Regions from separate parts of the Bombyx mori genome. Here region 2 is linked to region 1. The links are chromatin contacts, called in public Hi-C maps. All regions are on one chromosome and are shown on one strand. The core of a region is the stretch at or near the end of the contact, and the rest is flanking DNA. Distances in the headings are between cores, read along the strand shown.

What was found. Hi-C and Micro-C count contacts between places; a contact is called where the count stands out from the background.
Region 2: a contact with region 1 is called in a Hi-C map of posterior silk gland, with 2.7 times the contacts expected there. The contact joins the promoter of LOC101736182 here to the promoter of LOC101737818 in region 1. A contact is called at or near these places in 3 of 7 Hi-C or Micro-C datasets (middle silk gland, posterior silk gland and whole pupa).

Annotation. Positions count from the first base shown.
Region 1 is chr18:482,519-485,289 of ASM3026992v2, reverse strand. It overlaps LOC101737818 (ribosome biogenesis protein BOP1 homolog), which reads left to right and starts at 1,381. Exons shown (of 15, transcript XM_038017163.2): 1 at 1,381-1,865; 2 at 1,953-2,051; 3 at 2,695-2,769. The coding sequence starts at 1,770.
Region 2 is chr18:710,804-713,574 of ASM3026992v2, reverse strand. It overlaps LOC101736182 (zinc finger protein 431), which reads right to left and starts at 1,382. Exons shown (of 1, transcript XM_004925888.4): 1 at 1-1,382. The coding sequence starts at 1,196. LOC101736044 (zinc finger protein OZF) reads left to right here and starts at 1,932. Exons shown (of 1, transcript XM_004925887.5): 1 at 1,932-2,771. The coding sequence starts at 2,092.

The sequences.
Region 1 (2,771 bases), core at 132-2,631:
TTTAAGTATAAACCTCAAAAAAATAAGAAAGAAACTGATAATAAAACATCTGCAAATCAGAATAAAGAGGAAAATGAACCCCTGCAGAAGCAGAGAAAAGCACATGAGCAGAAATCGTATTCCTATACAGTCAGATCTAAGGTACATCAAAATAATACAATCCATCAACCAGACTCTTATAAAGTCATAGAACAAATGTTTATAAAACAATCCCAAAAGATTGCTACTGTACTACAGCAAATGAGTACATTACTTGAACTCATTGCAGTACTAGCCTCTAAGTTAGTAAAATGACTGCACTAAAAATAACTACATGGAACATCAATGGCTTGGCACCCAACATCGATGAAGTGGAAATCCTGATCTGTCTACATAGTCTAGACATTCTCCTAATTTCAGAGACACATGACGACCAGCAGCTCGATAAGAATTAAAGGATATAAGATCTATTCCACAAATCATCCAGACGGTACAGCCCACGGCGGGACAGCAGTGATAATTAAAGCCACTGTTAGACACCATGTGTAACCAAACTACTGTACCGAACATATCCAGGCTACCACAGTAGCAGTCAGTGACAGAAATGGAGACTTTAATATATCATCAATTTATTGTCTCCCAAAACATAAAATAAGTGACACTTTTCTGACCACTTTGTAAGCTTGGGCTACAGATTTATTGCTGGGGGTGACTGGAATGCGAACCATTCGCATTGAGGCTCTAGATTAATAACTACACGTGGAAGGGAGCTGAATAAAAGTGTAGATAAACAGTTCTTGACTACTGTCTCAACTCCGGAACCAACACACTGGCCCACAGACCAGAACCGACTGCCAGACGTTTTAGACTTCTTCATCACAACAGGACTGTCTCGACTTTTCTTCAATGTTGAGTCATGCCTCGATAGCTCATCTAACCATATTCCAGTTGATTAATGTCTTAAATTAATCATCTTCATTTTATTTCACTCCATATTATTATTATCATTTTCATAAAAATAAGCATATAAAGGTAGTTTTCCAATTACAGCACTAGAGCGCATTATGTGGCATGATGCTCAACGTTGAATGTTCCAACTACAGCAACGCTTCGCATAATCGAGCACTCAAAAGTACTGCTCTTGCGTGATACTCGCAATCGATACCAACTCAGTCTCAGAAAGCTGACAAGTGTTTTTTCTTTAAGTTGGAATTGATCGAAATTTTGTTTATATTATCGTTAGTAATATTATTTATTGTTGAAAAAATTTGTAAGGCTTTCGTTTCGTCGTAGTTTCTTGGAAATGTTCAAAGTTAATTCAAACTGTACTAAAAAAATAAATGTAAGTATGGATGAAGTTACAAATAATTACTTTTTTTTATATTCCACATTTAAAATGTGAATACAATTTCATTTTAGAATTCCAATCTGTAAACAAATTTATTTTACAGGAATATACTTTTGAAAACATTGCAATGGCTTGATCGAATCATCATCATGAAATTAGCGCACTCTGCTGATGCATTTGAAAACTAATTCACGTTCCAATTAAGCTTCAGAATAATTCAGCATTGTGTGCCACTGAGTCGCATTATACTCTAATTGGAAAACTACCAAATTAAAACAAGGCATGACTTAAAAGTTTTAGTTACCAGGTCATAAAATCCCTTAAAAAATCAACTGTCAATGTCAATGTATGCCGAATTGCCGTAGTAGTATGTCAAAATAAAAGCGCAGCAATCAAACACACGTGTTTCTGCAAAATCGCTGAATATGTTAATTTAATAAAAATGCCTCCTCTAAAAGCTGGGTTAAGTTTGAAAAGAAAAATAGAAACAGAAAATAAGGTTGAATCTAAATATGAACAAGAATCATCTAATACTAAAGTACGTTGCCGCTTTGTTAAAAAGCTTTTTAAACTTTTTGCTACCAATATTATATTTATTCTTTTTAATTTACACTGTATTTTTCAGGGGCTAGAAGAGCTTACTTTGAGTGAATTGAATATAGAAGGTGATTCTACGGATTCCGAGCATGAAGGAAATGAAGAAGGCTCTGATCAGGATCAAGATGTAAGAATTGTTTTACTTTCTCAGGAATTAATTTATAATCAACCTTAAACGTAGTTGGTTTTTAAATATTGCCTTGTTAATTCACAGTTCACTTTAGTCTTAATTCAGATGCCATAATGTAAACAAACATTAGTGCCACCTACAATAAGACAATGTTGAAGTTTCTGTTTTATTGTATCATAAATGTCCCCCACTTCAAGCCTGTCTGCATGGCAGCTTTGTAACAGTAATGGTTTTGCATATGAGTGCAGGCCTTACAAATCACCCAGTCACCAGTAATCGGTATTGTTTGTTTGATTTTTTATGATTACAAGATTTCTACTGATGATGATTAAATCTGAGCTACAAGTTTCCTTAGAAAAATTGATATCTGACTGCCGAATCTTAAACTTGGTATATTCATATAATAATATGAGTAAACTAGGTACCTCATTTTAGGCCACCAGGAAGGCCAATTGGATGTGGAAAACTACAAAATGTTTTTCTTTTAATAATATCATATACACACCTAACTTAGGTGTGTTAAATTCAACAATTTATCCTTTTATTGTTATATGTGTACAATATCACAGTGCAAGAAGTGACTTTCTCGTCCATTCCCAGCTTCTAGTTAACTAACTAACTTTATTTCAAAATATTTCAGGAAGTTTTGTTTAAGGACAGTGATGTGTCTTCCCTTGAAGATGAAGATGTTGAATATGCTTCAGATGAATCGTCTGT
Region 2 (2,771 bases), core at 133-2,632, 230 kb before region 1:
GTTTGCTTATGTTTGAAGTTAACATGATGTGTCAAAGCTTTAAGCTGTGAAAAGCTACTTGAGCACAGTTCACATTTCAATGGCCGTTGCCCTGTGTGCTTCCAACTATGAACTTCTAAGTTTGGTACATGTTTTGAACATACATTACAATAACCTGATTTCTCAGAATGCTGTCTGTCTATGTGACTCTTCAAGCCACCTTTCATACTGAATGATCTCCCACAGTAGTTGCAAACAAAACGCTTAGGCTCAGAATGATTTTTTATGTGCTTGTGTACATTGTTCTTATATTTAAAAGACATATTACAAATAGGACACGAAAACTTCTTTTCTGATGTATGTACTAATGCGTGGTTCCTCAATCCGTCTTTGGTTCGGAAAAGTTTGTTACATATAGTACATGAATAAGTCTTTTCACTCTCATGTCTTAATCTATGGCGAAACAATGAAGTTGCCTGTGTAAAACTCTTTCCACATGCATTACAAGTGTAAGGTGTCTCCCCGGTGTGCGTCCTCATATGGATTTCAACATCTCTTTTAGAATAGAATGCTTTACCACAATTTTCACACACAAACTGTCTTTGCCTCATCGGATCATGTTTTCTGTTCATATGCCGTTTGAGATTGCCTGCATCTTTATATTTACTATTGCATACTGTACATGAGAAGGATTTTTCGCTACTGTGTACTCGCATGTGGATTGTCAGAGTGGACGGGTTTATGCAAACTCTACCACAAACTGGGCATTTACAGCTACCATCTTGACGCCTTTTATATTTAGTACGTTTGGTATAACGTCTTTTCTTTCGTACCTCAGCTTTCTGTTCTGTAAATTCTGACTTAATATCAACATCGCACAGTCTAAGCGCGAATGTCTCTTCGTCCCAATGATTATCGTCATCGTCGGCTTCCAATTTGATTTCGGTCTTAGTCGCGTCAAATTTTGGTTTTTCTGCAATTTTCAATCGTAATCTCTTATCTGCTGCTTCACATTTTAAAACGAAATAGTAACAAGCATCGAGCTCTTTCTTGCAAAATTCACATATTTTAGACGGCAAACCATCATCCGATTTTATTTGAAGACCTGAACAGCAATACATTATTTTTGAACTTACGCTAATTTCTCCTTGTTTACTTTCAAATATGTTAGTTTCGGCTCTATTCTCGCAACATAATCTACAAATATTTTTATCCATGATACTATATTCCAAGGATCTATATAGGCCAAATACCTCTGTATTATATTTAATAAGTTATGTGAAATCTGAGGAGCAAATATCCAGCCCAGCAGGTTTGCCTTGGACAGGACAATGTTTTTTATTTAACATCACCATATGGTAAGTATCTATGTTTATCACTACAGAGTAGGTTTGTTTACTTAAGGATCAAATAATCATTGTCAAAATTAAAGTAATAGGACTAATAGGTCCATTTTTCCAACCTGAAAGGCGAAGGTCAAACAATACAGCGTAATTTTTGGTATTTTCTGTTTTATGAAGAATGATATGGAGCGAATTTCAATGAAGCTGATAATTCGACAAATTAATGAATGGGGATACAAATAAATGAGATGAAATAAGGTGAGATTAAATTTGTAATATGTGTAATAACGGTGGTTTATTAACTGTTTAATATCTGTGAAAGTGCATAAATGTGGGAAAATGAAACAAAGATGCTGGACGTAACTTCTCAGGATCCTCCAAAAAGGCCACTGAAAAAATTTCAATAAATAACCACTATTTTACTGAGATTATATTTCATACCGAATCATCTCATCTCATTTCATTTCATCCCAGTTGATTAATGTCTCAAATTAATCATCTTCATTTCACTTCACTCCATATTATTATTAATCATAAAAATAAGAGTAGGTATAAATTAAAATAAGACATGACTTAAATGTCTCAGTTACCAGGTCATAAAATCCCTTAAAAAAAACCGTGAAATGAAAACAACTTGATGTTTTCTGGTCTAAAACAATGTGAAAGATTTTACTCTAAAAAGTGATTTTATCACAATATTATGAAACTGAAACGACTTCAATGTGTTTTGTTTACTAGGTATACATTAATAAATTAATATATCATTGTAATGGAGTCCAAAATATGTCGTTTATGTCTCGTTCAACCAGGAAATATTAATTTGTTCGAAACACACGAAGATAATGTGCAATATTGTAAGAAAATTATGCATTGTGCGAACATCCACATCGCAGAGGACGACGGCCTGCCTGATTTCATGTGCGAAGAATGCCTAGTTAAACTTTCTGTTGCCTTCGATTTCATCACCAAATGCCAAGCCTCTGACAAAGCTTTACGTTCAGTATCTTTGAATTATAAACCAGAAAAGAACGACGTCAAATCCGAATACATTGAAATTAAAGAGGAACCTGAAATCAAGTCTGAAACTGAATTCTTAGACGGTGATGATCATCAGTATGAAGATTTACAAGGTAAACCCAGAAAATCATCTAGAACAAAGAGTAGGGGGCCAAGAATCTGTGCAATATGCGGTTACAGGGCTGCCTGTCAGAGTGCCTACAAAGACCATATGAGATCTCATTCTAAAATCAAATTGTTTGAATGTGAAATTTGTCACAAACATTTGTCTGGTAAATATACTCTCAGAAAGCACAAGGAATCGCGCCACGGCATGGAAGTAGTTAGAAAGTTCAAAAAAGAGGCCAGAAATAAAACAATTAATGGTCCAGTACAATGTGTTGTCTGCGGGCAGATACTACCTTCTTCTTCAGCCTTAGAAATTCATAACAC